Regions from separate parts of the Mus musculus genome. Here regions 2 and 3 are each linked to region 1. Evidence: chromatin contacts called from public promoter capture Hi-C data. All regions are on one chromosome and are shown on one strand. The core of a region is the stretch at or near the end of the contact, and the rest is flanking DNA. Distances in the headings are between cores, read along the strand shown.

What was found. Capture Hi-C pulls out chosen DNA fragments and counts their contacts.
Region 2: a contact with region 1 is called in a promoter capture Hi-C map of adipose tissue. The contact joins two enhancer-like sites. A contact is called at or near these places in 1 of 484 Hi-C or Micro-C datasets (nephron progenitors) and 3 of 9 other capture datasets (adipose tissue, liver and pancreatic islet).
Region 3: a promoter capture Hi-C map of liver shows a contact between it and region 1. The contact joins two enhancer-like sites. A contact is called at or near these places in 3 of 484 Hi-C or Micro-C datasets (muscle stem cells and neutrophils), 3 of 115 datasets of contacts at active chromatin or transcription factors (bone marrow-derived macrophages, embryonic stem cells and heart atrium) and 3 of 9 other capture datasets (adipose tissue, liver and pancreatic islet).

The regions. Positions count from the first base shown.
Region 1 is chr6:116,071,670-116,074,728 of GRCm38.p6, forward strand. The region is part of intron 3 of Tmcc1 (transmembrane and coiled coil domains 1); the gene reads right to left. Among named protein-coding and RNA genes, the nearest start is that of Plxnd1, 78 kb to the left of the region's middle. Within about 2 kb of position 1,497, at least 96 of the 459 cell types and tissues checked have an H3K27ac peak or open chromatin away from gene starts, as enhancers often do. A contact at or near this core is called in adipose tissue, bone marrow-derived macrophages, liver and 1 more, where this site is marked.
Region 2 is chr6:115,957,617-115,960,675 of GRCm38.p6, forward strand. Plxnd1 (plexin D1) reads right to left here. Exons shown (of 36, transcript NM_026376.3): 27 at 2,810-2,966; 28 at 2,302-2,405; 29 at 2,161-2,224; 30 at 1,694-1,728; 31 at 1,373-1,477; 32 at 911-1,074; 33 at 1-57. Among named protein-coding and RNA genes, the nearest start is that of H1f8, 14 kb to the left of the region's middle. Within about 2 kb of position 1,610, at least 45 of the 459 cell types and tissues checked have an H3K27ac peak or open chromatin away from gene starts, as enhancers often do. A contact at or near this core is called in adipose tissue, where this site is marked.
Region 3 is chr6:116,142,336-116,145,394 of GRCm38.p6, forward strand. The region is part of intron 1 of Tmcc1 (transmembrane and coiled coil domains 1); the gene reads right to left. Among named protein-coding and RNA genes, the nearest start is that of Tmcc1, 50 kb to the right of the region's middle. Within about 2 kb of position 1,401, at least 26 of the 459 cell types and tissues checked have an H3K27ac peak or open chromatin away from gene starts, as enhancers often do. A contact at or near this core is called in bone marrow-derived macrophages, liver and muscle stem cells, where this site is marked.

The sequences.
Region 1 (3,059 bases), core at 247-2,746:
AGGCACTTCTATGAATACTTTCCTTCATATCACCCAGCTCATCCTGCACTACCATTCTTTTTTTCTTTCTTACAGATTTATAATTTTTAATTATGTGTTTGTAAATAAGAGTCCCAACTTCCACCGTGGCCAGAGGTGCCAGGTTCTCCAGTTCTGGAGTTACAGGCAGTTGAGATTCACTTGCTGTAAGTGCTCAGAACCAAACTTGGGTCCTTTGGAAGAGTAAGCACTCTTACTACTGTGCCATCTCTCCCGCTCATGTATTAGCATTCTTAATAAAACACTGATAAACAAACTGACCTTTTATAACTTCAGAACAAACACAAGATCTGCCAAGGTTTTAGGATTCAAGAATTAGAACAAACAGAAAAAGAGAGTACAGATCACAGGCACAAATCTGCTAATAAAGCCAGCATTTAAAGTATCAAACTCCAGAGTAAAAAATCTGTTTGGAGCTTAAGTCCAACTGCTCACCAGCAAACAGTATTAATTTTAGACTGTGTGTGTGTGTCCCTCTAAAGAACTGGTTTTGCTTTAAAAAAAAAAATCATGTTCTATAAAGTATTATGTAGTGTTTATAAAATCGACCCATAGTAAATTCAATCTAATGGCCTAGTTTCTATTCAGAACTAAATATGAAATGTGAACATAGGGGGATGTTGCATAAAGCTGGATCATCTTCCTGTTTAGTTCATTACACAGTCCTGTGGTGTTGATCAAAAGATGAAAATTAACAGAGGTGTACATAATTCATAATTCAGGAAACCATTGTGTCACAGGAAAAGCTCTGAAAACAAGTAGCTCAGTGATAAGAATCCTTTTATTAAAAGAAGAACGTGAGAAATATTTCAAACTGGCTTTAACTCAAATTCCTATTTGTTATGCATGCCTGGCATCTTCACATTTAACCCAAGCCTTTCCCAATCCGTCAAGGCAAATGAAACTCTTTTGTTCACTGAAGGGAATGCTTATTTTCTGGTAACTTTTTACCCTGAAACACCCCAAACAACGTCTATTCGGCATGGAAACAGGCTCCCATACCCGAGTGTTGGATACTTTAGTATGATCCAATCATGACTTACATAGCCACACAAACCCCCTCGCACTCAGTCCGAATAGCTATGAGTGAAACAAACAGAAAACATAACAGGATTCTCTATTATCTCAAATTCACTGTCTAAAAATAGCACATGCCCTGGCTGAGCTTTGCTGTTGAGAAGTGCTAAGTTCTAGCAGCTCGGTCAGTTTCCTGTGTCCGCAACCAGCCCCCCACTTAAAGCTGTATAACTACAGTAATGAGGAGATTTATAAAGAGACAGATACACACACATATACAACATACGGTTTCCGAGGACAGTGACGGTTCCATGCTTGTAAGGAAGGAGGAAGAATATGCCGAGTAACCCCTGGGTTTCTCCCAGGTTTGAACATGCTGTACTGTGGCATGAGGTCAGCAGACTGACTCTAGCCCTGTGAGGCTGAATTCTACCCTGACAAAGCAGTATCACTGCAATATGAAGCAAGAGTACCCAGGGCATGTTGGCAGCTATACAGAATGGCTGTTCTAGAAAGTAATGGCAACTCCAAAACAAGAGCTCCATGCTGTCACATGAGATTATCTCCAGTCCAATTAAGCAATGACATAAAAAACACCTTCAACACCGATCATAAACAGCTCACACTAGTAAAAGATAGGAAAAAAGTTCTCTTTAAAAAGGAAGTGAGGAATCTGAAGAAGCCATTGATTCATTCAACTGATATCACAAACATCCTGAATCTGACTGGACAGGAGGTTGGAAGCCTCCTGTTTCTAGACCCTGTGACCTACCTGAGGAGTTTCAAACCCTCTCTGCCATTTTAATACAGAGCAGGTTGAACATTCAGAAAATATGCCTTTGGTAATGGGGACACACACATACACACACACACACACACACACACACACACACACACACACACACAGTGGGACTGAAGGTATGCCTAATAACTTCACTTTTCACATCTGCCCAACTTCACATATACCATTTCTTAGTTCACCAAAAATGTTATGTGAGTGTGTGGGTGAAGCTATGGCTTAGCTGGGAGAGTGCTCACCTAGAACTCACATGACTCTGGGATCAGTCCCAGCACAGTATAAATAGGCATAGCGGTGTAACCCTCTAATCCCAACGCTGGAGCGGAGGCAAGAGGATCAGAAATTCAAGGTCATCCCTTGGCTACATATGGAATTTTAGATCAGCCTCGTGTACATGAGAATGTCTCAAACAAAAAACTTATCTACTTTATTTTTGGTGAGTCTATGGAGACTATGAATACAGGGTTCCTCCTGGTTCCTCCTGGTTCCTTTCACAATCTTGCTATATCATGGGAAGTGTGGTGACAGCCCATTTCTTTTTGGACATTAGAAATTTATGCATACGTGTGTGTGTGTGTGTGTGTGTGTGTGTGTGTGTGTGTGTGTGTGTAGGTTAGAGGTCAATGTGTAGGTTAGAGGTCAATGACATTGGTTACCTTCCTCAAATGTTCTCCACCTTTTAGTGTCTTTCACCAAACTGGGAACTCACAGATTTAAGTTAGATTGGCTGACCAGCAAACACCAGGAATCCTTGTCTCTTCCCCCCTAGCACTGAGGTTACAAATGTGCCACTGCCCTGGTTTTTATATGGGTTCTGGACATCCTTGAGCTTGTTCTCGGGAAGGGTTTACAGACTGAGCCATGTCCTTAGCCCTGCATCTACCTTATTATTATTATGTTTTAAATACAGGGTCTTATCATGTAGCCCTGGTTATCCTGGAACTCACTATATAAACCAGGCTAGCCTTGAACTCACAGCAATTCACTCCATCTGCCTCTCAAATGTTGGGATTGAAGGGGTTCACTGCCATGTCTGGTTTTCTACCTAATTTTGACACGACTTATGATTTTTAAGGTCAATTTATCCCCTAATTTGTTTTACTTGAAGAATAGATTTTAAATCACTTTTAAAACTTTTAGTGTTGTGACCCATGACAGGCAGGGCCCATCTGGATGAACGTTTTACAGACATTCAAAGTAGCAC
Region 2 (3,059 bases), core at 360-2,859, 110 kb before region 1:
ATGTCGAAGACAAACTGGGGATTTTTTAAGATGTTCACCCAGAAGCGCAGGGGAAGGCTGTGGGGGCAGGGACAGTGGGGATGCAGGAGCTCAGTGGAGGGCTGGGGAGGTAGACAATGCTGGTCCTCGCAGCCCCTGAAGCCTCTGGATATGTGGTGTCCTTCCCCTGCCAGCTAGGGGCCAACCCTCACCCCAGAGAGCCTTCCTCTCCTTTGCACGCACACGAGACTCCTGGTTCTCATTAGAAGCCCCCACCCTGCTGCCTGTATCCACACTCCTCCCCCACCCGGCCTTGCACGAAGAAGGCAGGGCTGACTGTCCTTGGGAGGCCAGAGAGGGTTGGGGACAAGCCCCTGCTCAGCCCTGCAGAGCCTGGGGTGCCTGCCTGCCCAGCCCCACCCCGAGCAGAGAGAAACTGCAACTGAATTTGCACAGGCATTTCTCTGAGGGCCAGGCTAAGAGTTCTGGGACCTTCTTGGCGGGGTAGTATATGACCCCAGAAAGCGAAGAAGGGGCCTCAAAGGAAGCTACATATTAGGTGTGGGAGTCACAGCCAATGTGCACTGCCACTTCCCAGTGTGTGCCCTTGGGCCTGGGTGACTGCTGCTCTGTGGGCCTTCGCTTCTCTCTGTATGATGGGGCATTAGCGGTGAGCAAAGGCAAGCTTATATGATGCTTTCTGGTTTCACAGAGGGGACACTGCAGCACCAGAGCTAAGTCTCTCACCGGAGACCACACAGTGGGGAAATGGCCAAATAGAAGCTGATTCAAGACAGGAAGCATTCAGGCCAGGCTCTGCCCTCATCTGCCCTGGTGCTTTGGCTGCCCTGATGCCATGATACCATTGGTGCTCTAACCCCATTGGCGCCCCCCCCCTCACCCCCGTGCAACCCCATTCCTCGGCCACCACCTGTTGGTCTTCCAGATATGCAGGGTGTCAGGGTCGGAGATGCCTCTCTTCTCCGCCTGTTCCTCTAGGAAGTCAAAGAAATACTTGACAGCCAGCGGGGGCTTGTCCTCTCGGATGCTCAGGATAGCCTTGAACAGGTCATCTAGGAACTTCTGCAGCGTGCCCTGCAGGGAAGATGTGGGACATCATTAGCCCAGCCTCTGAACATCTCTGAGCCTCAAGATTCCTGACTGAGTTGTCAATGATGCTTTCTTGGAGCGGGGGAGAGGAGGACCTGGGTAGCAGGGAGGTAGGGCTCAGAATGTGGCCTCTGGGTGTAGGTCTGAGTCTTGTGACTTGAGGCCACGGAAGTAACCCTGGGTCCTCTGCTGCCTACTGGGTGGCAGGAAGAACACGGACTTCTTCTTGGAGCACGGGGACCCCTTTATTCCCCTACGGGGTGGACATGGAGGCTGGGCCCACCTTGGTGGACAGCAGGCGGGTCAGGTAGATCTCTGGCAATACTTTCTTGCGGTGGCTCTGCCGGTGAGATTTCTTAGGCTCTACCAGCTCATCCGTAGGTAGCACCTGCAAGGTGGGCAGGGTTGGTCCCCAACGGCACCCTCCTCAATCCTCCCACGGAAGTCTGCCCTGTGTTACCCAGCACCCGGCCCATCCCTGCTCCCTCACCCACTCTGGCTTTTCCCAGGGCCTAGGAGCTCTTTCCTGGAGGCTCAGGGAGTCAGAGAGCCAAAGCCCCGCCCAGCAAAGCCTGCTCCCCAGGGCCTGAGGCTGGGCACTCACCAAATGGAAATACTTTTCTGTGTCCAAGTCTTTCACTGCAAAAGGGAAACACAGGATAAACAAATGAGGGGGGTTGGGAAGGTAACCCGAGGGGGATGGCGAGAGGGGAAGACTGGGGGAGAGCCAAGATCTGGCGTTCTACTTCAGGATGGACCCTGGGACCCTCATGGATCTGGGCCTAGGGCCTGTAAGGACATGGTCTAGATTTGGAGGCAGGGGTGTGGCCTAGAGCCCACAGGTCATGTAACCAGCTCAGACCTGGCCACGGCCCAGGCCTCTTGGAAGGGCACGTGCCCTCCTGGGGCCTTGCTGTAGCTGCTGGAAGCAATCAGCTTTTCTCTAGCAGCATGGAGGTGGGGACCCCCTTTCCAAAACTCAGTTGCCCCCCACCCAGCACGGCTCTGAAAGGGCCCAAGAAGGGAGCCCTCACATCACGCTTGGGTCACCTCCCCAGCTATGAGCCATACCTCTGCCCAGGGTACTGTCCTTCTTGTCTGTGAGGCTCATGGCTAGGGAGGCGCCCTCAGGTATCTGACAGAGGAGAGGAGATGAGGTTAGACGTATGAGGTTAGAGGGGAGGGGTAGGGTGGCTGGGCCAGCTTAGGCACCTTGTAGTGGGCCAGTGTGTTCAGTTTCTTACGGCCGTCCTCCACCACTGATGTGTCATCCAGGTCCCGGAGGACGTAGCTCTGGGTACTCGAGGCAAACCATTCTGGAGGTGAAGAGGGGCATCAGGACTACAGAAGAGGTGGCCCCAGGGGCAGCCACTAGCCTGGACCACAGTAAAAGAAACTTCCCATTCTCCTAGAATCAGAAGCAAGCGACGCCCCCTGGGAGCCCGGCTGTTCACCCTAACTGTCCAGAGTACAGGGCAGGGCCTAGTTCAGGGTGAACTTTAGGAACAGTTTCTGGTAACCGGTCTGACCACGACTCCTACGCATCCTTCAAAACCCAACCCGAAAGACCTCTTTGGAAAGCGTTTCTCGATTGCTTTTTGCTGTTGCCCACAGCTGCAGAACAAGGGTTTGTTCCTCAAGGGGAGCCCTGGGGCCTTGACTAACACAGGAAAGAGGCTGCAGCAGCCAGCTGCGAGGCATGGTGCCCGCCCTTGCCCACCAAGGTCCACGTCCTCCGCCCGCGGCCACTGTGAGTAGGGGACGTTCTTGCAGAAGGCTTCCAGGATCTTCTCCTTCACCTGCGTCAGCGTGTCGGTGTCCATGGCCCGCACGCTGAGGGAGTCCATCCCACAGCCCTGGAAGGACACGTTCAAGTTCTGCGCAAGAGAGGGGGGTGTCAGCCGATGGCTACTGTCATGATAAGGCCTGGTGACCTGGCTGGGGAGGCTCAGGATAGCCCAGCTAAGAAT
Region 3 (3,059 bases), core at 151-2,650, 71 kb after region 1:
TACCAGCAACTTCTGCAAAAAGCTTTTCTGACCAAAACTGACATCACCACTAGTGTATAGGCACAAATAGTTCTTTAGAAGGCAATCCTGGACTCACTTTAATGTCATAATTTGACAGGCACATTATGTCATTTAGCAAAATAACACTATCTGCTTCCTCATTAGGGCTTAGAATTCACCTCAGCCACAGGATTTTCATCAATTTTACAGTGGCAGAGATATCTCCCAACCATAAAACAGGCATTCAACTGAATCAGAAAGCAGTTTGTTACCCTCACAATAGCCCTGCAACAATGAGCTCATCTTGCAGCCTGACTGGTCAGTATTGTTGTACACACGATACACACTTGAATAAGACTTTCACTGACAATTCTCCATCAATGCATCTTCCAATACTATGAGGGATAGCCAGCAGGAAGGAAGTTTCTGGCCCATTTCCAGCTTATTTGTCCAGAAACCAAGGTACATGGCAAGTCAGGCTTTAAGTTCATGAGTATATATGTGTGTGTGTGTATCAGTGATTTAAGAGAAGAAAAAAAATCAGAGACAAAAAGGGTATAGATAATATGTAAAACATTTCCCGGCGGCAGATACTTCCACAACTTCTCTTTCATCCCCATGGTAAAGGGAAGACACCAGTTTTCCACAGTCTATAATCTTCAAATACTTTTTTGAAATGAACACTATCATTAAAGTATAAATAGTATTAATCTTTTCAAGACAAATATCTAGGCATGGTGGCTAATGTGTAACAATTTCTTTTGAAATGTAACATTCCATCATAGAGGGAAGGCATCCTTAAGGCACAAGTGCACTAAATGGGAAGGAAAGCTACTACAGGGAAACTCAGAGGTTTCAGGAAGCTCCTGAAATTGACAAGATTCACTAGGCACCCATCACCACCACACACATTTACAAGAAGTAAGGACTTCTGAATCATACTCTCAGACAAGATGAGCTACCCAAAGAGACCCTTGTTGAACTGCCCTCTGGTTGTGCATGCCATTCCAAGTTTCCAGTTTTTGTGAACTGTCACCCATGGGTAGGTTTTGGTAATGTCAGTATCTGAATCATTTCTTCTCTTGTAAGCAAGTGACTCCTCATGCATACTTGCCCTGCATATAACCCAAATAAATTCCGGTTCACTAGGATGGACTTCAGTAGTATCCTTCCTCTGTTCAGGAGTGAGATGCTTATTCACATATCCCCAGTAGTAGTATATCACCCAACAGTAGTGAATATCTATAATTTCAGCACTCAGGAAGCAGAGGCAGGAGGATTATAAAGCTGAAGACAGACTAGCCACATTCATATCAACAAAAGGAGGTAAACTCTCAGTGTGAGAACTGAGACAGCATTTGTTAACCTCAGTTTTCACAGTTAGAGGTTACAGGGCATTTTGGCAAGGACCGTAATGACATTAGGAGTCATCCCACAAAAATGTCTCCAAAAAGCTTAAGTGTCTGTGAAGTGTTAGAGAAAATAACCTTGAAATTATGCCTAGTTTCTTATGCAGAAAAATAGCTAATGACTTTTAAGAGAAGGAAGCATAAAAAAATTACAAATTAGAGGGCATTATGGCAAGGATGAAAATGACATAAGGAGTCTCCCACAGAAATGTCTCCAAAGAGTATCTGTGAGGGCAAACCTTGTATTTGCACACTCAGTGAACTGTGGAGGTCAGTACCAAGACAAGAACATTCAGGCAAACATACTTTCAAGAGCAAATGTGGCACATTCTAAATGTCCAAAATAAAACTTTTCCAACAAGCACGCATATACAGAATTTTAGCTTCAATGGGCTGATATGATGGCTCAGCAGGTAAAGGCTCCTGCCAAGTAAGCCTAACAAGCTGAGTGTAATCTCCTAATCTCATATGATGAAAAAGAGAAAACCAACCTCCACAGAGAATAGATGACTTCCACATGAACACCATGGCACACTCCCCCCTGCCCCCACCCCATTCTCCCAAGTAAATAAGTATAGTAAGAAAACAAAAATGTAAAAAGAAATTGGATATAATCAACACTTAGATCTCTTTAAAAAAGAAATTTTAGCCCCAAATTGTGTCAACTAAAGTTAGCCTTTTTTTATAGTCACATTGTTAATAAAAATAACATATTCTTACCAACAAAATAAAACAGCATATGCAAGAACCTGAAAAAAATCTAACAGGAAAAGAACAATGGCAGTAAAAAAACACTTACAGAAAATTAAATAAGGATTAGATAAAGATTATACTTAAAAGTGGGGGTTCAGGAAATGGCCCAATGGCTTGTTCCATTAGCACAAGGACCTGAATTTGCACCCACAAAAAAGCTGGATGCATATTGTTATGTATCTGCAATCCCAGTGCTCCTGAGATTGGCAGGCAGGAGATGGCAGGCCATCCTAGAAGCTCCTGGTACAGCCAGGTGTTACAGCAGAAAAGAGACCCTTTCTCAAAGAAAGGTAGAAGACAAAGACTGATATGGAAGTTGTCCTTTGATCTCAATATATACCCTTGTATTCTCTCCTCAGCCCTTCACACACATATACAAACCTACAAACCTCTCCTCTCTCCCTCTCCCTCTCTCTCTCCCTCTCTCTCTCCTAACTATTCTACCCAGCCTGTCGTTCTCCCTCTCCCTTTCCTAACTATTCTAACCAGCCTGTCATTCACAGTTTTGAAGTATTAACTTATTTATACAAACTAATGGATTTCACACATACAGTTTAATGCATTAACATTACTATTACCATACTCAAGATGACAAACATTTCTATGGTTACCCAAGTTTCCTAAAGCCTTTCCTTGCTCCTTCTCCCTGTAAGCACTATCTGCTTTCTGACACAAAAGAGTAGTTTACATTTTTCTAGATTTAAACACAGTAAAACATACAGTATACTTTCCTTTAGTCTATCTTCTTTCAGTAAGCCTAATCATTTTAAGGTCTGTTTATGCTGTGGAGAACATCAATAGTTTTCATTGCTAAGCAATATTTCATTGTGCAAATAGGACACAATTTTTTTATTCATAGACTTGTGATTGACACTCAGATAGTTAGATATACTTAGC